2 separate regions of the Mus musculus genome follow, and region 2 is linked to region 1. Evidence: chromatin contacts called from public promoter capture Hi-C data. All regions are on one chromosome and are shown on one strand. The core of a region is the stretch at or near the end of the contact, and the rest is flanking DNA. Distances in the headings are between cores, read along the strand shown. Region 1 holds the start of Ctse (cathepsin E). Region 2 holds the start of Rab7b (RAB7B, member RAS oncogene family).

Region 1 (6,737 bases), core at 1,369-3,868:
AATGTATGGGTTATTTAGTGTTTGTATTTGTTTTCTGGACTAATATTCTATTATAATGCTATGGATTTTCTATAATATTCATAAATGAAGAAAATTCCCATTGAAATGTTTGTGGTCTTCTTCCTCTCCTCCTCCTCCTCCTCCTCCTCTCCCTCCTCCCAGTTCTCCTCTTCCTCATCCTCTCTCTTTTTCTTTTTGGTGTCCTTGGGGATGTACAGCTCTGATACAGCGCTCTACTACAAAGCGACATTCTCAACCTTACTTAACTCATTTTGAGACAGGGCCTCTGCAAGTTGCTCAAATGGACCTTCAACTCCTTCTATAACCTGGGCCTTCCTTGGCCTTCACAGCTGCAACTACAGGTTTGTACCAGCAAGCCTGACTCCAGACTTTCTGAGATACTCTTTGGGATGACAGATGTTGTCTTGTCCACAAGAGATTTGTGTTTGTGTGGATAACAGTAGCAGGCCAATTTTCCTTATCAGATAGAATCTGGTTATTAGGAAATAGATATTTCAAAGTCACATTTAAAATTTTAAACTGTTGATGTTTTATTTCAGTTTCTTGTTTACTGGGAAAAAAGTGCTAAATTCTCTTTACCTTTGACTCTTTCTAGTTTTCAGCTGATTGATTTTCCATTGTTGTTGTCAAGGAGATGGTAAAAGCTTAGACCTCTTTGAAAACTCATAATGTAAGAAACAGTTTCTACGTGATTTGTTACCAAACTGTCTGAAAAAATTAATTGCTTATTCTATTTCCCAGACTTTTAACCTGTATTATTCATAGAGCAAAGACTTCTTCCTTGAGGGAACTTCACCAAGGGCACTCGCAGGACGGGTATTTCCACAAAGTGGCCGAGGACAGTCTAGCTTTTGTTGAAAGTCTCAGTGATTGTTGAGAATGAGACCCACAAGTGAATTCACTTTCTGCTCCTGTTTCTAGGACATACCCATGTCAGCAGCTACCAGATTCAATACTTTCTTTGCACAGTCTATCTTGTTCCCTTCATTTAGTCAATAATTCAAATAGTTTTATTTCACTTCTTTCCCCAGACAGATTTTTCATTTTCTGTTTTGAGTCTAACATTTTTTCCTTATGTTTCTTGAAAGAAACAACATAAATCTTATATATATATATATATATATATATATATATAGAGTATATAATGTAAAAATATATTATATATAAATAAATAGAATATATTGTATATTATATACAATGTATATACTAGTGCACATATAATATATAATGTATAATATGTGTATATAATATATAATTAAGATATTATATATAATTAATGTACATATATAAGAGTTTATATTAGAATTTATTTTTAATTTTAAAATGATTTTGTTTTTATGTGCATTGGTGTCTTGCCTGCATGTGTGTCTGTGTACCATGCATGTGCCTGGTATTCAGGGAGGCTAGAAGAGGGTCTTGGGTCCCCTGGAACTTGAGTTACAGATGGTTTGAGCTGCCATATATGTGCTGGGAATTCAACTCAAGTTCTCTAGAAGAGCAGCCAGTGTTCACCATGGAGCCCTCCTTCCAGTTCCCTCTCGAGTTTATAACAGAAATGAGTAATATGCTATGAAATTTTTGCCAGTAGGTTTTTTTGTTTTGTTTTGTTTTGTTTTGTTTTTAAGAGAGTGCCTCACTGTGTTCTGACGAGCCTGGAACTCGATATGTAGACCAGGGTGGTCTTGAACTCACAGAGATCCACCTGCCTCTGCCTCCCAAGTGCTGGAATCAAAGGTGTGTAGCTCCACACCTGGATCAGCAGTTATCTTTGTCCTGAAGAAATTTCCTTTAGCAACGCATTATTAACAGCTATAATGCAATTAGCAGCTCATGTACAGTACACTCTAATTTAGAAATAACATGCAGATGTAGAACATTATATAAACATTAATGACAGTAAGTCATGCCATAATAAAAGTCTTACACACACACACACACACACACACACAGAGAGAGAGAGAGAGAGAGAGAGAGAGAGAGAGAGAGTTAAATCAGGAACTGAAAGGCACCGTTCAGACAATATGACTTCTATTGCAAAACCTCCGATTTCATCAGTACACAAATAGTAGTAGGGATTTTAAAACCATCTAAATAAAGAGTGGAGGGCAGCTTGACCTACCTAGTGAGACCATGTCTCAAAAAATCAACCAAGCAAATAAAACAAAAACTTCAAAGTCCTACGCAAAGCTCCCCGTAGGAAAATCAATCTTACAAACCAAGCAAATGGCAGCCTTCTTAGGAGGTGCTCACTTTTACCTGTGAGGAAATTATCATAATAAATGGATTTTTGTTAACTAAAGCATGAGATTGTCATTTCCCAGAAAAATTTGTAACAAGATTATAAACCACTTACCTTTGAAGTTACCGGATATAACCCAAAATGTCAAGAATTTCGTTTTCTTGTAGTAAGTGGATGGGTTGGGCTCCGAAGCTGAGCTCTGTGTGGAAACCCCGTTTTGTTGTTTGCTAACTCCGACTTTAAGCAACTCTTATCTCTTGGCCACCTCAGCTGCAAATGGAGATAACCACGCCTGATCTTTCTAACCGCTTCTGGAGTCACACAGGGCATCTGCAGTTCTGAGGAACAAATGAAGTTGTGAGACGGGCATACAGTTTTTTGGCACTTACAGGAAGTGTGCCTGCTCTTTCAAATAAACAGGAAACAGACTTTAAAGTCAAGTAAAGGAAGGTAGGCATGGTGGTGCATGTCTCTAATTCCCCTGTGTGAGAGGTGGATACAGACATATCAGGAATTTGGGGCCAGCCTCAGCTACATACTGACTCGAGGCTAGCCTGTGGTACATGAGACCTTGTCTCCATAAAAATAAAATAAATAAAGGATGTGCAGAGGCAGTAGAGGACATTATTTCCATAAACACAAGATTGTTTTTTGTTGAGCCAGCTGTGGCCAGGTGCCAAGGTCACAGTGGAGACCACAATGCTCACAGCCAGATGTTCTTCGAACTCCAAATATCAAAGCAACCATTGACTGTTTGTAAATGAGCTACCACATGAATTGAACATGTCAAAGCCTTCTTTAAGACAACTTCAGTCAATAAATGGGCTCCATAATCAACTTCAAGAGACACAGGAGATTTATTTGGAGAAATGAAATTTTGCGGGTAACAACCAGAAAGATGTTCTTGGTTTTTTTTTTTAAAAGATTTATTTATTTATTATATGTAAGTACACTGTAGCTGTCTTCAGACACACCAGAAGAGGGCGTCAAATCTCATTACGGATGGTTGTGAGCCACCATGTGGTTGCTGGGATTTGAACTCAGGACCTTTGGAAGAGCAGTCAGTGCTCTTATCCACCGAGCCATCTCGCCAGCCGGTTTTGTTTTGTTTTGTTTTGTTTTGTTTTGTTATTGTTGTTGTTGTTGTTTTCCAAGACAGGGCTTCTCTGTATAGCCCTGGCTGTCCTGAAACTCACTTTGTAGACCAGGCTGGCCTCAAACTCAGAAATCTGCCTGCCTCTGCCTCCCAAGTGCTGGGATTAAAGGCGTGTGCCACCACTGCCTGGCCAGAAAGATGTTCAAGCTTCAGAAGTGGTGAAGTGTTTCATCACACGGAGCTGAGAAGGCATGCCCAAGTACCTCTGCTCTGCTCCAAATCCTCTAGGAGCACCTCTGCAGCCACCCTGAGGAAAGAAAGGTGACAGCACCCCAGTGACAGCATCCCAGGTGACAGTCCTGCCCTTCACTCACTCACAGGGCATTTACTGAGGACCCGTTACATCCCAGGCACTGACTAGGTACTGGGGACATAAGTCAGACTGGACAAGATCTCAGGCCACACAGGACTTTTGAAATCTGCTTTGTGAATTGTCCTGGTCACACTGTGTCTACTCAGGTTCTGCCCCCTCCCCACCTTTATTTTATTTTATTTTATTTTATTTTATTTTAATTTTTTATCCTGGGTGACATGATGAGGCCCATTTCTTACCAGTGATTTCAGATGCTCACTGAAGGAGAAAGGACTCTATGGCCTGTTAGCATGCCTGTGTGCCTAGAACCCTCTTACCTGGAACAGGCCAAGGTAACAAAGGCAAGTGCCTCCTCTTGTCATCACAGTTGGAAACAACTGTTCCAGTCTTTGGAAGACAGGAGGAGGAGGATTATGAGTTCAAGGCCAGTCTGGAGAGAAGAGATGGCTTGTAGCTCCTCTCTGATCCAATAGTGCTTCCTTTACAGTGTTTGATTTCTTACTCTGGAACAAACAGCCAAGGTACATATTTTACCAAAGCAGACCTGGCCCCCAGGTTCTCCCAGCATTCCTCAAATCCTACCTGGCATACCCTATCCCCAACCTTAAACTTTCTAGCCCAGGGGCTAGAAAGCCTCAGAGTCTCTTTGCTATATGATCCAGACATTTTTCTTTTTTTTTATTGGATATTTTATTTACATTTCAAATGTTATCCCCTTTCCCTATCCCCCCCAGAAGCCCCCTATCCCATTCTCTCCTCCTGCTTCTATGAGAGTGTACCTCCACCCACCTATCCACTCCTGCCTCCCTGCCCTCACATTCCCCTACACTGGGACATTGAGCCTTCACCAAGGGCCTTTTCTCCCATTGATGCCTGAAAAGGCCATCCTCTGTTACACATAAGGCTGGAGCCGTGGGTCCCTCTATGTATATGCCTTGGTTGGTGGTTTAGACCCTGGGACCTCTGGTTGGTTGCGTTTCCTTGATGACTAAGAATGTTGAACATTTCCTTAGGTGATTCTTGACCATTAGAGTTTCCTCAGTTGAGAGTTCCTTGTTTAGCTCTGTACCCCATTTTTAATAGGGTTATTTGATTGTCTGGAGTCTAACTTCTTGAGTTCTTTGTATATATTGGATGTTAGCCCTCTATTGGATATAGGATTGGTAAAGATCTTTTCCCAATCTGTTGGTTGCCATTTTGTCCTATTGACAGTGTCCTTTGCCTTACAGAAGCTTTGCAATTTTATGAGGTCCCACTTGCCAATTCTTGATCTTAGAGCATAAGCCATTGGTGTTCTGTTCAGGAACTTTTCCCTGTGCCCATGTTTTCGAGGCTCTTTTCTCTTCTGTTAGTTTCAGTGTTTTTTTTTTTTTTTTTTTTTTTTGTGGAGGTCCTTGATCAACTTGGACTTGAGCTTTGTACAAGGAGATAAGAATGGATCGTTTTGTATTCTTCTATATGCTAACCAACAGTTGAACCAGCATCATTTGTTGAAAATGCTGTCTTTTTTCCACTGGATTGTTTTAACTCCTTTGTCAACGATCAAGTGACCATAGGTGTGTGGGTTCATTTCTGGGTCTTCAATTTTATTCCATTGATCTTCCTGCCAGTCTCTGTACCAACACCATTCAGTTTTTATCACTATTACTCTGTGGTACAGCTTGAGGTCAGGGATGGTGATTCTCCCCAAGAGTTCTTTTATTGTTGAGAATAGTTTTTGCTATCCTGGGTTTTTTGTTATTCCAAATGAATTTGCAAATTGCTCTTTCCAACTCTCTGAAGAATTGAGTTGGAATTTTGATGTGAATTGCATTGAGTCTGTAGATTGCTTTCAGCAAGATGGCCATTTTTACTATATTAATTCTGCCAATCCATGATCATGGGAGATCTTTCCATCTTCTGAGATCTTTGATTTCTTTTTTCAGAGACTTGAAGTCTTGTCATACAGATCTTTCACTTGCTTGGTCACACCAAGGTATTTTACATCATTTGTGACTATTGTGAAGGATGTCATTTCCCTAACTTCTTTCTCAGCCTGCTTATCCTTTGAGTATAGGAAGGCTACTGATTTGAGTTAATTTTATATTCAGCCACTTTGACATTTTGCTTTCTTTTTCTTCTTCCCCACTCCTCCTCTCTGCACTTGGCTTTCTCTCTCTTAACTCTCCCCTTTCTCTCCCTTCCCATGGTGACTTCCCTGGCCTCCTTCCTTGGAACCAGTGAACTAGCTCACCCAAAAGACCCAAAAGCAGCTTCCCATTAAACTTGCGAATATATATGTATGTGTGTGTGTGTGTGTGTGTGTGTATATATATATATATGTGTGTGTGTGTGTGTGTGTAATAGAATATATTATATAAAATAATATATATTAATCTGGATTGAATTGGCTCATCTTACAGGCACAGAAATAACTTATCATACAGCACATCCTTTTAGCACTAACTTTTAATCTTTTGCCATATCTTATAAGGCCAATGGAGTTGTGCACACCCCCCCCCCCAGCAGACTGCAGAAGGAGTGGGTATAGGACAGCTGTTGGTATCAATGGCCACTTCCTCTTAGTCATACAGTCCATCTCATGCTGCTAGAGACACAGCATATACTAAAACAAGTTTTGCTGTATTGGATATTTTCTTTGATTTTAGAATTAATTTGTTAATTTACTTGGTTGGTTGCACACAGCCATCAAAGGTGCAGTCCCTCCTCTGCTCCGCTCTCATGGTCTAGTTTTGAGCTTTATTTGTTTGTTTGTTTATTTATTTATTTATTTATTTGTTTGTTTGTTTATTTATTTATATATTTATTGGTTTTCTTGCTCGTTATCCCTCTTGTACACCTTTAATCTAGCTTCCAAATGTTGTTTGCCCTTCAGTGTGTTTAAATGATTCTTGATGTTATCTGGATGGAATTTTGGTTTTGTCTAAGAGAATTCTCTTCATTAATTTTTCTGTCTCTATGACCATGACTTTGGCCCAAGGCTCCAGAAGTGCTAGTTCCTCATGGCA
Region 2 (6,737 bases), core at 1,553-4,052, 50 kb before region 1:
GACATCACTTATGGCTGTGGCTTCCTCTGCAGATGGCACATGTGTGTCATATTATGCTAGCATAACAGGATCTCAGTGTTGGGAAAGATCCAGATGACAGTTTAACACTGCTGTGGGGTGGGGATTGGTAGAGGAGGTCCTGAGATCTGATTTGCAGGTGGTCGCTATTTTTGATAACGTAAACATGTCTACTAAGGGTTGATGTCAAGCTACAAATATAGAGCATGCATGATACTAGCAGGACCTTGGTGTCACTTGATCGAAGCACTGGGCTCACGGGAGGCAGCCAGATGTGCCCTGGGTGCGTGTTCCTTTCATCAGGGGGACAGGTTTCTTCTAGGGGCCATCCACAGGTGCTGGGGGAGGGAGTGTTAGGGGTGGGGTTGAGGTCTTCCCTTTGGGTTTTACTTGCTTCTGATCCTAATAGCTTCTCAACCCCTTCTGCTGTCCTGATGCCCTTTCCAGATGATCCCTGGAAGTGTGCAGCCACCAAAGACTCCCATACCCTGATCCCCAAAAAGGCAAACATTAATGAGTCTGACATCTAAACATAGCCTTGATCTTTGGTTCAGAGAGTGACCTGGGCTGGCCAAGTACCAGGGCTGAAGGAGTCTGTCTGGGAGCAGCTAGGAGTGGGGCTCTCTTGACTACTACTCCCAGGTTTCAGATAGTAGCTGAGGTCCTCTCCCATGTTGTCTACCCCTGGCTGGGTGTAGCTACAATGTTCTTTGGGGCCTCTTTTCACTGGCTGACTCAGAGATTCAAAGAGGGAAGCAAGGCATCTTCGTATCAACAAAGCCGAGTCATCTTCACTGTTACTTAACAGTGAGTAGCAGGCTTGGAATGCTGGACCTGCCCAGCCAGCCCAGCCCACACAGAGCAGGACTCCAGACAGGACCACCTCTTCCCTAGCTCCCGCCCCACAGCACTTCCAAGCCAGAGCTGGGCCCCACCCATAGCTTCTCTACAAACAAGGAAGACTGTTGCTGCAGAGCTCTTCTTGGGCCTGTGTCTAATCTACCAGAACTCTTGAGGATCTCAGCCTTTACCTTCTGACATCCATATCCCACTGGCTCCATCCAGGAACCCACATAGTCTCTTGCCTTACTTGTCCTGGATGAGGTCCTGTGTAAGTTGTCAGGGAGACCAGTGAACAGCGGCAGCTGAGAATTCTGCAGCAGGCCGGGTTTCTCTGCCCAGTATTCAATCTTTCCCAGCACAGTTTCTCTTCTCCCCCTGCACCCCATACTTTATTCATTCTAGAAAACAGTGGACTTGCAGGCCGAGTGTAAGGTTTTCTGTTTAATGAGATTCTTGGGGCACAGGAGGCTTTGTTGCCTGCCAGGATCACTTGACAGTTGGCATCACCCACCCAAATCCTTGCAGGTCTAAACCTGCTTCCTCTGCAAAGCACACCCACAGTGCTGGTTTCGGAAGGCTCCTCGTTCTCACTCTTTAAGCTCTTTGGGGAAATGTTTGTCCTGCTTCCCCAAGTAGACTACCGGTACCCTAGACAGTACCTCTTATCTCACTCTACCCCGCCTGTCCCCAAAGCATGGTCACTGATGCTGTGGATACAGAAACTTCCCTGAAGAGTGACAATCCATCCACGTGTCCTTTCTAATGCATGTATCCATTCATTCATCCATCCAGGTGTCTGTCTATCCACACACTCACATAGTGCACACCCGCTAAGCAGAAGCACAGTATATGTCTAAGGATACTCACAAACTACTATCTCCATAAGACCTTTGTAGTGGGGGACTGACCTATAAGCCCAAAGCAATTCTTTTTTATCAATAAAGAAGCAGTTTATAGAACACTTACAATTTACAAAATGCTATTATAGCCCAATGGATTCTATAGTCAGTACTAGTTGGTGGGCTGGTAAGATGGATCAGCAGGTAAAAGTACTCGCTAGAACCCATGTAAGGGTAGAAGGAGAAAATCAACTCAACAGAGCTGTCCTCTGACCTCCACAAATGTGCTGTGGTAAGTATGCATGCCTATCATTCACATAAAACGTAACACCACACACACACACACACACACACACACACACACACACACACACACCAAACAACAACAAACTAGGTTAGTAGCCAGCTTAGAGTAGAACCTGGACCTGCCCACTTCTGTTCATTAGCTCCTACATGGTAGCTCTTCACCTGGAGAAATTCTTATGGATTAGAACAAGAGGAATATTTTCCTATTTTGAGAGCTCATCTTTCTCTGATAGCTTCCAAATCTTCATCCTAGATGGCCCCCTGTCTGTGGGCCAAGGAGCTGCCAGATTCCGTAGGACCCAACCCTTTTAGAAGGTTTTGGTTTCTTCCAGGCCCTGCGGGTCTAGAGGCATAATGAGAGCCTCCTTTGAGCTGCCTGTCCTGTCTGGTATTGCTGCCTTTGCAGGTTCCCAGGCTGGGCCCCGCTCCCTGTGATTGGCAGGGAAGTCCTTTCTCCACCTCACTCAGGAACTTTCTGCAGTGCAGGGGTCTTCGGGTTGGATTAAAATTCCGCACCTGCCAGATTCTTAGCCTCATTTCTGTACCTGGTTTCTTTTCCTCTTCACCAGCAGACGAACAGTTCCGGCGCAGATGGGCACATGCAAGGACAGATGGGCTGCCAGGCCCCTTCCAGGCATGGCTGTACGACACTCACCTCACACAGGTGGGAGTTCTAGGTCTGGGTCTCTCTTCTAGGAGTGGCAGTTTCAATCTGGCCAGTATTGAGAACGCAAACGGTTTTGGTGAGAGGCCACTTCCCTCTGAGTTTTCCTCCTCTCTTTCTGTGCACAGACTTGGGAAAGTTGCAAAAGAGGCTGGGCCAGCGTGACCTCAGCTGTGTGGGTGGAGGAGGCGGAGTGCACAGGGAAAGCCAGCGAGGCTTCAGAGCTGTGTGCATTCAGGGCACCAGGCATATTCAGTTCATCAGGATTCTGATCCCAGGGGATGAGGGACGGCAGGTTTGAGTTGGGGAACTTTTGGACACAGGGCTTGAGAGGTGACACGTCCAATTTATGAGCTTGTAGGGACATCTGCCTCTGTCCATGGGAGTCTCAGGAAAGGAGCCCTTTGTTTGTTTCCCAAACAGTTGTGGAGCAGATTGGGTCCAGCCACCAGTGACCCAGTGAGGTTGGAAGATGGTCTGCTTTTAGGCCTTGTCCTCACCCCACACATCTCTCTCTCTCTCTCTCTCTCTCTCTCTCTCTCTCTCTCTCTCTCTCTCTCTCACACACACACACACACACACACACACGCACAGTATATAACACATGCACATGCATACACACAGAAAATATACACTATCCAACACCCTGCCACACTATACATGCATAACACACTTATACTTCATATGCACACCCTTGCATCCCTTGTGCCACACTCCTCACACACACATGAAACAAGATCCATTCCCTCATCACATCCATTCTATACCACCCACACCCCTACTCCATTCATATAGAATATACCCATCACACACGCACACCACACAACATACACATACCATACTACACTACCACATACATACACCACACATGCACACCACACCACACACCATACCGCACCACATATGCACAGCACACATGTATACCACACACCATACCTCACCACATATGCACACCACACCACATCAGACTTGTAAGAGGTGAGGTGTGTCCTGGCACCCCACAATCCCACACTGGGCCTCTCTGGTTAGGTTGTTGCCCAACCTGAAACACCTAGAAGAAGATGGTAATTTAAGATGCTGTTAGCATACAGTTAATGTGGGCATCTCATTTCACTGTTGTGGACTGTGCCTTGCGTATAATTGGCAGATGAAAGGCAGATGGAGTGAGTTTAGACACGACTCCCCAGATCTCAGGGGGGTCCCCTTAAGGTGTATCTAATGCGCTTCACATTCCTCACAAGTTAGGACTTTGTCTCTTTGTAGACATATTCCTTTGATTACTGTCCTGTCAGAAAGTTCTTCCCGGTTCCATAGTGCTCTCTCTCTCTCTCTCTCTCTCTCTCTCTCTCTCTCTCTCTCTCTGATGGGGCTTTCCAGCCACCATGTGTCTAAACCAGCCATAGAACCCTGCATTTGGAAAGCAGATGGGTAGCCTTGGAACCCACACTTGGCCAATTGTGCTGCTGGCATTGGCCCTACCAAAGAGTAGAAGAGAAATTGAAGTTTATTTGCTTCTATCAACTAGCAAACACTTTTGGAAGAAGGTACTTAATGGTTTCCGTACTGAATTCTACACAGGAAAGCTGAGACACTCTAAAGCCTGCTTACCCAAGTGAGGTGTTTTGGTTGCTGAGGAAGCCAAGGCAGTGCGCTGATAATCCCTGGCTTATGGAAGCTCCTTGGTTCCTGGACTATTGTCCTTTAGAAGTTCCCTCAAGCCCATGCCACCTGAATGCTCCCGATCTCATTAGCTAAGCAGAGTTGACCTGGCCAGAACTTATCTGAGAGACGCTTCTCTAATATTACTCTACTCCTCCCCCCCAGACCAGCTTTTATTTTTTTTTTCCATTTTTTATTAGGTATTTAGCTCATTTACATTTCCAATGCTATACCAAAAGACCCCCTTACCCACCCACCCCCACTCCCCTACCCACCCACTCCCCCCCTTTGGCCCTGGCGTTCCCCTGTACCGGGGCACACAAAGTCTGCGTGTCCAATGGGCCTCTCTTTCCAGTGATGGCCGACTAGGCCATCTTTTGATACATATGCAGCTAGAGTCAAGAGCTCAGGGGTACTGGTTAGTTCATAATGTTGTTCCACCTATAGGGTTGAAGATCCCTTTAGCTCCTTGGGTACTTTCTCTAGCTCCTCCATTGGGAGCCCTGTGATCCATCCATTAGCTGACTGTGAGCATCCACTTCTGTGTTTGCTAGGCCCCGGCATAGTCTCACAAGAGACAGCTACATCTGGGTCCTTTCAGTAAAATCTTGCTAGTGTATGCAATGGTGTCAGCATTTGGAAGCTGATTATGGGGTGGATCCCTGGATATGGCAGTCTCTACATGGTCCATCCTTTCATCTCAGCTCCATACTTTGTTTCTGTAACTCCTTCCATGGGTGTTTTGTTCCCACTTCTAAGGAGGGGCATAGTGTCCACACTTCAGTCTTCATTTTTCTTGAGTTTCATGTGTTTAGGAAATTGTATCTTATAGCGTGGGTATCCTAGGTTTTGGGCTAGTATCCACTTATCAGTGAGTACATATTGTGTGAGTTCCTTTGTGATTGTGTTACCTCACTCAGGATGATGCTCTCCAGGTCCATCCATTTGGCTAGGAATTTCATAAATTCATTCTTTTTAATAGCTGAGTAGTACTCCATTGTGTAGATGTACCACATTTTCTGTATCCATTCCTCTGTTGAGGGGCATCTGGGTTCTTTCCAGTTTCTGGCTATTATAAATAAGGCTGCTATGAACATAGTGGAGCATGTGTCCTTCTTACCAGTTGGGGCTTCTTCTGGATATATGCCCAGGAGAGGTATTGCTGGATCCTCCGGTAGTACTATGTCCAATTTTCTGAGGAACCGCCAGACTGATTTCCAGAGTGGTTGTACAAGCCTGCAATCCCACCAACAATGGAGGAGTGTTCCTCTTTCTCCACATCCTCGCCAGCATCTGCTGTCACCTGAATTTTTGATCTTAGCCATTCTCACTGGTGTGAGGTGGAATCTCAGGGTTGTTTTGATTTGCATTTCCCTGATGATTAAGGATGTTGAACATTTTTTCAGGTGCTTCTCTGCCATTCGGTATTCCTCAGGTGAGAATTCTTTGTTCAGTTCTGAGCCCCATTTTTTAAGGGGGTTATTTGATTTTCTGAGGTCCACCTTCTTGAGTTCTTTATATATGTTGGATATTAGTCCCCTATCTGATTTAGGATAGGTAAAGATCCTTTCCCAGTCTGTTGGTGGTCTTTTTGTCTTATAGACAGTGTCTTTTGCCTTGCAGAAACTTTGGAGTTTCATTAGGTCCCATTTGTCAATTCTCGATCTTACAGCACAAGCCATTGCTGTTCTGTTCAGGAATTTTTCCCCTGTGCCCATATCTTCAAGGCTTTTCCCCACTTTCTCCTCTATAAGTTTCAGTGTCTCTGGTTTTATGTGAAGTTCCTTGATCCACTTAGATTTGACCTTAGTACAAGGAGATAAGTATGGATCGATTCGCATTCTTCTACATGATAACAACCAGTTGTGCCAGCACCAATTGTTGAAAATGCTGTCTTTCTTCCACTGGATGGTTTTGGCTCCCTTGTCGAAGATCAAGTAACCATAGGTGTGTGGGTTCATTTCTGGGTCTTCAATTCTATTCCATTGGTCCACTTGTCTGTCTCTATACCAGTACCATGCAGTTTTTATCACAATTGCTCTGTAGTAAAGCTTTAGGTCAGGCATGGTGATTCCACCAGAGGTTCTTTTATCCTTGAGAAGAGTTTTTGCTATCCTCGGTTTTTTGTTATTCCAGATGAATTTGCAAATTGCTCCTTCAAGTTCGTTGAAGAATTGAGTTGGAATTTTAATGGGGATTGCATTGAATCTGTAGATTGCTTTTGGCAAGATAGCCATTTTTACAATGTTGGTCCTGCCAATCCATGAGCATGGGAGATCTTTCCATCTTCTGAGATCTTCTTTAATTTCTTTCTTCAGGGACTTGAAGTTTTTATCATACAGATCTTTCACTTCCTTCGTTAGAGTCACGCCGAGATATTTTATATTATTTGTGGCTATTGAGAAGGG

The links. Promoter capture Hi-C pulls out the DNA fragments that hold promoters and counts their contacts.
Region 2: a contact with region 1 is called in a promoter capture Hi-C map of macrophages, with 10 read pairs. The contact joins the promoter of Rab7b here to the promoter of Ctse in region 1. A contact is called at or near these places in 6 of 39 promoter capture datasets (the C10 cell line, cranial neural crest, embryonic stem cells and 2 more), 2 of 484 Hi-C or Micro-C datasets (embryonic stem cells and granulocyte-monocyte progenitors), 4 of 115 datasets of contacts at active chromatin or transcription factors (the HPC-7 cell line, embryonic stem cells, large pre-B cells and 1 more) and 3 of 9 other capture datasets (adipose tissue, liver and pancreatic islet).

What each region holds. Positions count from the first base shown.
Region 1 is chr1:131,634,195-131,640,931 of GRCm38.p6, reverse strand. Ctse (cathepsin E) reads right to left here and starts at 2,618. Exons shown (of 10, transcript NM_007799.3): 1 at 2,375-2,618.
Region 2 is chr1:131,684,760-131,691,496 of GRCm38.p6, reverse strand. It overlaps Rab7b (RAB7B, member RAS oncogene family), which reads right to left and starts at 2,802. Exons shown (of 6, transcript NM_145509.3): 1 at 2,662-2,802.